Regions from separate parts of the Mus musculus genome. Here regions 1 and 3 are each linked to region 2. A link is a contact called in public Hi-C data. All regions are on one chromosome and are shown on one strand. The core of a region is the stretch at or near the end of the contact, and the rest is flanking DNA. Distances in the headings are between cores, read along the strand shown. Region 1 overlaps Hmgcs2 (3-hydroxy-3-methylglutaryl-Coenzyme A synthase 2). Region 2 has its middle 21 kb from the start of Reg4. Region 3 has its middle 18 kb from the start of Adam30.

Region 1 (3,325 bases), core at 714-3,213, 68 kb before region 2:
CCAGTTCTGCTTCTGACCCTGGGGTTCAGCACTCTCAGCCCCACAGGCTCTTCTGAAGAAACCCGCTCAACTGTGACCTATAGGGAGAGGGGATCGCAGAACCAGGGCATCTGCCTGAACTAATACCTAGTAAAGAATTCTTAACTCCACATGGTGTCTGTGTGATCATTATCCAGAAAGGCCAGCAGAGGGCGCCCACAGGCCGCCTCTCTAGGTTTTGGCAGCTGACCAGCAGGGTATATAGAGGAAGGTTAGGGTCTTCTGGATGTGGCTAAACACACAGGTCATATGCTGCAGCGGTGTAGAGATTCCGGGTCTGGGGAGGAGGAAGTAGTTTGAAGGTCATGTGGGAGAGTATGGGGGCATTTCTTTGCAGTAGTGGCCCTTGGCCAATCACAACCTCCCACAAACTGAAAAGGCAGAATTCACGACCACCACCCCCTCCCCCATTGGAAGATCTCAAACCTGAGGTATCACTCATTCTAAGGAATGCCCTCCAGTTAGCTGCACTTGATCTAGAGCTAGTTTTATAACTGAATAATGACTTGCTTTTGAAGAATTCAAAGTGGCTACCTCCTGCACCTGCTGAGGTCCAGCCTCAGCATGAGGAGAGTCCTGAGAAAGCTGGGAATGGGGACGGTGCTGATTCAATAATGACTCCGAGTCAGTATTAGATGCAAGCTGCTGGTTCAGGTACTCTCTCTGTTCCCTGACGATTCTCAGTACTCTTTATTCTTCAACTTCAGCTTAATTGTAATACCCAGAGAGAGACTGAAGACAGCCTTTTATTTACTAAGGCTACATCCTCAAGGCTTTGGTCACTGTTAATAATTATCAAGAATTCTTAGATTTACATCAACTCTGAGTCTGGATCAATAGTCCCAGCCCCCATTTCCTTAGAGCAGAACTGAGCACAAAGCAAGCACACATTTCCTTATAGGTTTACACAGCCTGTTCTTCACAGGTAGCTGGGCAGAGCTCTTCCAAGTTTCATTACAGCAGACAGTAGTCTTTAGTAACTGCTTCCATGTAAGAATAGAAAAGTGACAAACTACTAAAATTAAAATGATTCCTTACAAAGTTTTGAATTTATGTAAGTAGAAAAATTAAACAGTGCTCTCTAATATCCTTCCAGGCATTGTCATCTCCAATTCTTCAATCAGCTAGAAAAACAACACTAACTTTTTATATGCTTCCACATCATCTCTTAATTCTCTAATCTTCATTTCCTTTTATAAAAAGATTTATGACACCAGAAGAGGGCATCGGACCCCATTACAAATGGTTGTGAGCCACTATGTGGTTTCTGGGAATTGAACTCAGGACCTCTGGAAGAGCGGTCAGTGCTCTTAACCACTGAGCCATCTCTCCAGGCCCCTAGTCTCCATTTCCTTATCCTAGCAATTCCATAGCCTCATGTACTCTCCTTCTAACACTATTTATTCCTAAATTATGTATAAATTCCTACTTTTTCTATCCATACCCTTTTTTTCCTGATTTCACTCTAACTCTCTATCCTTGAAGTCTCCAAGTTCATCCTGGCTAATCAATGCAGCAGTCATTGAACTGGAGAGTACGTGTTCTTCTTCATGATTCCAAATTCAAGGCCAAGTCTGGCAATGAACCACTTCTACAAAGGACCATATAGGCTTTTATGGCCTCTGTGGTTATATTGTCTAGATCCTTTCCCATGGCCCTAAAGGCCAAGTGGAGGGCCTGTTCCTCGCCCTCCATAACCTCATGACCATCTCCATTCCTCATTACTGAGTACTGCATCTATTTCATTTACTATGCCATGATTAGCTCTGAGTAATGGGGGGAAGTCTATTCTTCAGAGAGAAAGACTGAAAGTGAGTAGTAAAGACAGAAGATCAACTTTGGGCAACAGCAACCATCAGCACATGTTGGAGGGCATGGGATTAATGGCCTGGTGATGCTCCAGGGTCAGGAATTGTGTCACACCTTCCCTTACACAGCTATGCCAGACCCAGCACCAGCAGTCTTGTGGGCATGGCTAAAGACTATAAAGATTCTCCTAGGGGATCTTCTAGGGAAGAAGTCATTTGAGCAGAGGATGTTGGTGTCTGGGGAATCACTTTGGGTTGACTTTATGAAGTGAAGAAAGGTGTTTGCCCCCAATCAGTGCCATTTCTGATATTCTACCTTGTGACATCCAATCCCTGAAACTTGTAGAGTGGAGTTTCACTCTCAAGTATATCGGCAGTGAGTCGGGGTAAATGTTGGAATGGCATTATAGAACTGGCCTTAAATGCTAACTCCTGGACAGTCAGTTTGAATGAAGAGTATCCCAGAGTAGCCAAAGGAAAACCTCCTCAGGCCTTATATAAAGGCTGATGAGGAAAAGAGCAAGAGACGTGTGTGTGTGTGTGTGTGTGTGTGTGTGTGTGTGTGTCTGTGTGTGTCTGTGTGTGTCTGTGTGTGTGTGTGTGTGTGTGTGTGTGTGTGTGTGTGATGGCGTGAGGGTGGTTAGGTACTGACAGCCAGTGTGTTCTGCTTATGAGTTGAGGTTTGTCCTTCAGCTGCTGTGTGGTGACAACAATCATTCACTCAGCCAGCACCTTGACACAATTTTGAAATGCATTTTATTGAGGGATAGAACACATTCATGCCAAAGTGCACAGGTGGCTTCTTGGGGACAGGTGGCTGAACTTGATTTCTTATAGTAGAAACAGTGACCCCAAGTTTGGTAACAAGAGGACACTTTCAGGAATGGGTTATCTCTTTACCATGGGGGTCCCAGGGATGGAACTCAGGTTGTCAAGGTTAGTAGCAGGTGCCTTAACTCCCTGGGCCATCTTCCCAGTTCCACAGTGTTACTTTGAGATCATCCCCTAGTTGAATCCATGTGACTTCTGGTAGAGGAATACCAGGGCCCAACAATGGGACACAGAAAGGGGGGGCTGTCAAGACCCTGCAGAGAGCTCTTCGTGGGTTCTGTGTCCCTGTCTTGAACCAGGGGGACACTGGCTTCTCTTTCGTGTAGACAGACATGGCTGCAGTGACCTAAGAAGGGAGCACGGTCCTGCAAGAAGTTCTGGAAAGATCGAGGGTCTCATGTGCATGGAGGGGCTGAGGAGGGGCTAGGGCTGGATTAGCTGCTCAGCCTGGGCCTCGCCCGGCTTTACTGCTGGTGGTGGGACATGGCCGTCACCGCATTTCATGTGTGTGTTTGAGGCTCCTCGGCCAGCTGGCTTCCCTCAAGGTTCAACAGAACCTCTGTCCAGAGCTTTTTCTAAAAGACAATGGAAGACTAGAACCCCTTGTCCTTCCTATCCCTCCCCTGCCCTCTTTTCTCCCCTTTGCT
Region 2 (3,465 bases), core at 887-3,386:
CCATTACCAGAATAGAGAGACACCCAAGTGAGCTTGCAGGCCTGATTTAAAGCACATTAGGAAGAGTTTTACAGAGAGAGGTTAAAGAGGCACAGGTTGAAGACATAGGTTGAAGACAGAATGAGCCAGGCAATTGGAACAAATTGCCAGAGTTAGTTTGAAGCCAAGCAGAGCAATTCAGGAGAGGCCTAGAGAGTTTAAGCAAGGTTGAATCAGTCAGCTTGGAGAGGAGTTTGAGCCAGAAGAGCTGAATTGAATCAGCCAGCCAGAATTGAAAAAGAACTAGGAAGGGGTGAGCTTACTCAACCGCAAGTCTTAGAGGCTGAAAAAAGTCTAGGCCTAGATAAGATTGTACAGAGGCTAGACGCTTCCAGGAGCGGGCCCAGGTTAGCAGAATGAGGCACTAAGTCTCCAGACAACAATTACAACAGGAGAATAACAGTTAATTTTACATGCTTTGTTTGGGTACTGGAGTACAGAGGGGACACCATGCATCCACAATGCATTTGACTGAGTGAGGAATTATTTTCCTAATCTTTCCTCCTTATTCCACTTGGGATGTTTACTTGCTATTTATTTATTTAATCATTGTTTTGTTTTGCTTTTGCTTTTTTTAAAGATTTATTTATTTATTTATTATATGTAGGTACACTGTCAGACACACCAGAAGAGGGTGTCAGATTTCATTACAGATGGTTGTGAGCCACCATGTGGTTGCTGGGATTTGAACTCAGGACTTCTGGAAGAGCAGTCAGTGCTCTTAACCGCTGAGCCATCTCTCCAGCCCTTGCTTTTGCTTTTTGAGGCAGGGTCTCACACTGCTGCTCTGGCTTGCCTGGAACCTGCAATGTAGATCAAACAGGTACCAAATTCATAGAGACCTTCTTACCTCTGCCTCCTTAGTGCCAGGATCAAAAGTGGGCACCACCACACACAGATATTTTTTGTACATATATTAATATCTTTTACTATTGTAACACCTACTCATAAGCGTGTGAGGATTCCATTTTGATTAGTAATGTACACAACAATAAAGATGTATGCTATGTCTTTATCGCACTTTTCTGCGTTACTCAGTTCTAGACCTATTCATTGTTTAATTCTAAACTCAGGATAGTCGGGTGAGCGCACAGTGAAACCAACAAACTAGACCACTCCACGGGTGGGAAGAAGGTTTATTGTAAATCTGAAACTTCTGCAGGGCTATCTCTCTGTGGTAGAGGATAGCCAGAGGCATTTGGAGGAGTCCAAAGCAGCCATGGCTGCCTCTCAGGGACATGGAAGGTAGCAAAAAGGCAAGGGAGAAACCTGCCAGTTATAAAGAGAGCAGGAAGCCACAGGGAGGGACGTGTGTCAGAACAGCTTGGGCGATGGCATGGGGCTTTGAGTATGTGCTAATAGAGAACCAGATGCTCCATTTGTCAGAGGTAGGGGGAAGATGAGGGAAGTGACTCTTCCTGGCAGGCAGAGACTGGTTCCACAGGCTCCTGAGGAATGCTGAATATACCAGTAATCCTCCTGTTTCAGTGGTACTTAGAGGCTTGGAGTTTGGGACAGAACAGGTAGGGAGATGGTTGGATTGATAGAGTGCTTGCTACTCAAACATTAGGACCTGAGTTCAGATCCCAGGGCATGGCCGTGTAGTCCCAGCACCCAGGAGACAGAATCAGAGGAACTGTTAAAGCTTATTGGCCAGGCTCTCTACCCTAATTGGCAAGCTCTAGGCTCAGTGGAGACCCTGCATCGGAAAATAAGGTGATTGAAGATGGTCTCTGACATTGACCTCTGGCCTCCACACAAGCATACACACGGACCCATTGACCTCTGGCCTCCACACAAGCATACACACGGACACACTTACAAAACAAATAAATACAATGTAACATTTAAAAATATCGATATGGAACAACCAGTCAGTAGGACATTTGCTATTCTCTAATGACGTATTCCAGAACCAAAAGAGGCTCTAATTCTAATCCACTTACAAATTAAACTTCTGCTGCAGATTCCTTTTTGTCTAAACTTTGTCCCTAAGTCTACGTTTCCAGCTGTCTTCATGGGGCCCACAGGCTGCAGGACAGGATATTGATCTTAGTCATAAACTCTACTATTGAGGCCTGTTTACACACCTGTATTTGTCTGTCCCCTGACTGCAAACAGCCTGGTCTGCCCTCCAGCAGGACACACGACCCGTCACTACTGTGTACATCCTTCTATTTTTATTTTCACTGTTATTTTGTTGTAGCCGTCCCAGTGACCTCAGAGGCTGACCCCGACTTAGGGAACTACATGATCCAAATACAAGTTGAACAAAAGAGTGAGTTGTTCATTCTAGGGTTATCAGCTAGTCCCCATGGACAAAGGTCAGCAGACCTACTTTGTCTGGCTTATACTTAGTTGAAAGAAATGAATTTGAATGCTAAAGTCCTTATTGCCCTGCATCGAATCACTGCACTTAGCCACATTGAACTTGACCTTGACGCGTTAGTTCAAGGGTCTCATTGTATAAAGAATTGAAGTCTGGAAGACAAGCACACATTGAATTAACAAATGGTTAAAATGTCAATGAGAGTTGGGCAGAGGCTGTGTGCTCTAGAAGCTAAGAGCAAAAGGCTAGTGGCATAGGAAAGGCTCCTGGGAAAGGGAGTCATCTCATCAGAAATCGTCAACAGAAGAGAGAGTTCTGGGAAGATGGCTTGGTGGTTGAGAGCGCAGACTGTTCAACTCTCCCTCAACAACACCCTAGTCAACCTGCTTACAACTGCCGGTTACTCTTGCTCCAGAGGATCTGACACCCTCTTCTGGATTTTGCAAGCTTCTGCAGCAACATGTGCACAGACATATATAGAGAGATCATTGAAAGAAAGAAAGAAAGAAAGAAAGAAAGAAAGAAAGAAAGAAAGAAAGAAAGAAAGAAAGAGAGAGAGAGAAAGAGAGAGAGAGGAAGGAAGAGAGAGAAAGAAAGAAAGAAAGAAAGAAAGAAAGAAAGAAAGAAAGAAAGAAAGAAAGAAAAAGAGAGAGAGGAAGGGAGAGAAAGAAAGAGAGAGAGAGAGAGAGAGAGAGAGAGAGAGAGAGAGAGAGAATGAAGACCTAGAGACCTTCCTGCCTCCATCCCACACAGCCACACAGCTTATGCAGGCAGGAGACACACAGAGGCCTGCCTGTCACTTTGCCACACAGTGCAGGTGAGTGCAAGACACCTAGAGGCTTACCAGCTCCATGGACTACCCGCAATGGAGCCACACTACAATGTGCAAGTATGTGTTGGACAGAAGGGAGAGAGAGAAACGGAACAGTTTGAGCACTGTGAAGAGGTGGAACTGCTGAGGAGTGGGGAGGGATAGCCTGTTATGAGTGGCCTGCCCTGCCTCCGGAGGCCATGATGACACCCCAGCCCATGCTGCTGCTGCTGCTACTGCACGTTAGGGTTCATAGCCATGCAACAACAGAGGTCTGTGTTGATGT
Region 3 (3,133 bases), core at 47-2,546, 64 kb after region 2:
GAACTGCTGATATCCTGACAACAAAGATCAGAATCGCCCCAAAGAACCATTTCTAAACAGGTTCACTTCCCCGTGTCCTAATAACCTTTCTTTTCCATTACTTCTGGTGGGTGATAGGCTAAAACGGAGGTTGAAGCATTTAAGAACCTGTATTAAAGTAGGTTTTCTAAACCTACACAGAATCCCAGCACATTCACCTTTCAAAGGACAGCCCATGCCCAAGCCATAGTGTTCTTTCTCTGGCCCCTCGGGTCCATATCTCAATGCAAATATGTTTATTTCATCATCTTAGCCCCAACACTTTGTAGAACTACTCAAGGGTTCCCATCCAAAATTTTGTCTCAGACATGATGCAAACTCAGATGTGAGTGGTTGTAAAACAAAAACCAAATGCCTGCCTCTTCGATTCATGATGGGGCAGAGATAGGATGAACATTCATGTCTCGAAGGGGAGAAATAGGGAGGGAAATGGGAAAAGACGATTCAGAGCAAGACAGAAACCCAGCAGGAAACCATTAAAATTCAAGCCCGAAGCTCTGTGTTCTGTGCACGTGGGACTGGAGGGGACCCCATGCCTTAGGTTATGACACTCTAAGGCCCTGCTGCTTACACTGTTGCTCTCTTTGACTGCATTCTGACATTGGTGGCTTTCAGAAGTACATGCTGCTGGCCATTCTGCCTTTCTGGGATACTCAAATATGGTCCATTCTTATAGCTTAACTCAGTATAGCTCACTATAGTGAGAGGTCCCTGCAGGGATTATGACCATCAAGCATACTTTTGCCTGCCCATTCAGTCTTTAGGTTGAAACCTCAGTGGAAGCCACCATGAACCCACAACTCTTGCATTCTGTACACCAAGAAGACCCTCACCATATGCCGGCATGTCAGCTACCCCAGCCTGCTTGAACAATGGTCAGAATGGCCACAGAGCCCTTTCCCTTGGAAGACAGAGGGATAGGTTCCAACACAGATCAAAATAGAGTTCTAGGGCCTTCTTTGAAACAACTCCAGCCTGCCAGAGCTCCAGGCCTGTCATGGAAGCAGTAGCCTCAGAGATTCTAATATACCCTCAGATCTCCTTCCTGCTGTCCTGGCACAAAGCGACTGGTGCCCTTTGTCCTTGCCAGTCTCCTTAGAAGACGGGCACTCTGCCATGCTGCTTTGTTTTCTGACACACACTTTTCTGTTTTCCTTGGCTAGGCTGAGATTTTTCCAAAGCCTTTTGCTATGCTTTCCTTTGCTCTCAAATCATGCTAAATTCAGCCAAAACCATCCACAGCCCATTGCATAATGTTGTTTTGGAATTTCTGCCAGCAGAAACCTTAGTCCATCACTTCAGTCCAGACGTCTATGGAGTGGTAAGGGCGCAAATCACTATTTCTTTGTGGTGGTATAACAAGGGAGCCATTTTCTCCAATCGAATTCATATTCCTAATAGCATTCATATTTCTGAGACCAGTTTCTTAGTCCTCCCTGGAGTTACCTGCAAGGGCTCTGCATTGTAAGAGTCTTGGTCTTTTTCTCCTTTTCTCCACCACACTTCTCTAACATTTTCCAGCTGCCAGTTACAAAACCAATTACAGTAAGAACATTGAGGAACCAGGGAGCAGTTTGGGACCAGAGAACACAAGGAATAAGGCAATAGTGTGGGACCAGAGAATGCTGAATAAGCAGGTCTCTGACTCCAAGAGTCCCAGAAGACCAAGGCTGCAGAGAGCAATGGCTCCCAATCTCTCCTCTGTTACTCACTACCACATGGAACCCAGCAGAACCAGATGGATCTCACAGAACGTCACCTTTCAACTCAACCCAGCTGGGCCAGCAACTCAGCTCATAAGTAATTTTTTTGTCTCTTATTTTACCTCCTACTTGTGTCTCACTGTGGTTTGACTTTTGTTTGTCTATTGCTCAGTTGGGTTTTGTGTTTTTCTACTCAGTGCCCTGTAAGGTAATATTTACTATTCTCTTTAGCCACACCTCCCCAATTGACTCCTCCCCTTCCTAAGCCTTTTTATCTCTCTTTTAGCCTCATCTCCTCCTCCTTTTGCTTCTTAAACAGAAACTCCCACAGCTCTAAGTCTCTAACTAAGATCTGCAGACCCGAACAGTATCCTACCTCTCCCCTTAGCAACTTTACCTACCTTGATTTTTAATTTTTTTCCCGCAAGGTTATCTAATGATTAATCCTTAACCTTACCCACTTCACTGCTAATCCTATGAACTAAAATCCAAGTATATTTCATACTATCCTTCTTTTTTTACTCTTCTACGTTGTTTTAATTTTTTACTATTTTAAATGTGTGTGTGTGTGTGTGTGTGTGTGTGTGTGTGTGTGTGTGTGTGTGTACAGAGGCCAAATACCCCTGGAACTTCAGTTACTGGCAATTGTGAACCACCTGATATAGGTGCTGGGAATCAAATTCAGATCCTTTGGAAGAGCAATACATGTTCTTAATCACCAAGCCATCTCTCTAGCTTTCTCCAACAGCTTTGAAACCCAAGGGGCTACTGTTATTAATTGGTTAGTACTCCAGGTGCTTAGCGGTAGTGTCAGATAGCTGTGGCTGCTGTCCCCATTAAAATTCTACTCATTAATACAGAACTTAGAGCAGGCACCCAGGGCTCTGGGTCTGAGTAATTCTCTTCTGAACTACACACTCAACACTACTACATCCAAGTGTCTCATAAACATTATAAATACTTCAACAGAAAGATTATAAATGATTAAAAAAAAACCTTTAGCCATCCCAGCACATGCTGGATGTCATGAACGAGGATAAAAAAGAGAGAGAAAAGACAGGAAGTTAAGTGGGTAGGAACTAAGGGAAGGGAGAATCTAGGAGGAACTCTGGGAGGGGTGACTATGATCAAAGCACGTACAGAATTCTCAAGAATTATTAAAAATGCGTTTTTAAAACACCTCAAAATAAAAACAAGCCAAGCAAAGAAGTAACATGAGATGTATAAATTACAATGAAATAATATAATAAAAATGAAAAAAACAAAAGCAGCATATTCCTTCAAAAACTACTAATCCTATAGCAGTGGCCCCTAACGAGAGTGAACTGGAGGGACGTGGTTTCCCAATTTTCTGAGAAACAGCCATATTGGTTTTCAAAGTGGTTGTACCA

The links. A called contact is a pair of places that touch in the nucleus more often than the background predicts.
Region 1: a contact with region 2 is called in a Hi-C map of liver, with 4 times the contacts expected there. The contact joins two enhancer-like sites. A contact is called at or near these places in 1 of 15 datasets of contacts at CTCF or cohesin (stem cell-derived epiblast-like cells), 38 of 484 Hi-C or Micro-C datasets (3T3-L1-derived adipocytes, the AML12 cell line, B cells and 23 more), 5 of 115 datasets of contacts at active chromatin or transcription factors (the HPC-7 cell line, astrocytes, double positive thymocytes and 2 more) and 3 of 9 other capture datasets (adipose tissue, liver and pancreatic islet).
Region 3: a Hi-C map of liver shows a contact between it and region 2, with 2.3 times the contacts expected there. The contact joins two enhancer-like sites. A contact is called at or near these places in 6 of 484 Hi-C or Micro-C datasets (differentiating embryonic stem cells, embryonic heart, liver and 2 more) and 1 of 115 datasets of contacts at active chromatin or transcription factors (embryonic stem cells).

Annotation. Positions count from the first base shown.
Region 1 is chr3:98,309,994-98,313,318 of GRCm38.p6, reverse strand. It overlaps Hmgcs2 (3-hydroxy-3-methylglutaryl-Coenzyme A synthase 2), which reads right to left. Exons shown (of 10, transcript NM_008256.4): 10 at 2,581-3,325. Phgdh (3-phosphoglycerate dehydrogenase) reads left to right here. Exons shown (of 12, transcript NM_016966.3): 12 at 1-148. The coding sequence ends at 16. Among named protein-coding and RNA genes, the nearest start is that of Phgdh, 28 kb to the left of the region's middle. Within about 2 kb of position 1,963, at least 4 of the 459 cell types and tissues checked have an H3K27ac peak or open chromatin away from gene starts, as enhancers often do. A contact at or near this core is called in liver, where this site is marked.
Region 2 is chr3:98,241,547-98,245,011 of GRCm38.p6, reverse strand. No RefSeq gene overlaps it. Among named protein-coding and RNA genes, the nearest start is that of Reg4, 21 kb to the right of the region's middle. Within about 2 kb of position 2,136, at least 11 of the 459 cell types and tissues checked have an H3K27ac peak or open chromatin away from gene starts, as enhancers often do. A contact at or near this core is called in liver, where this site is marked.
Region 3 is chr3:98,176,599-98,179,731 of GRCm38.p6, reverse strand. No RefSeq gene overlaps it. Among named protein-coding and RNA genes, the nearest start is that of Adam30, 18 kb to the right of the region's middle. Within about 2 kb of position 1,296, at least 31 of the 459 cell types and tissues checked have an H3K27ac peak or open chromatin away from gene starts, as enhancers often do. A contact at or near this core is called in liver, where this site is marked.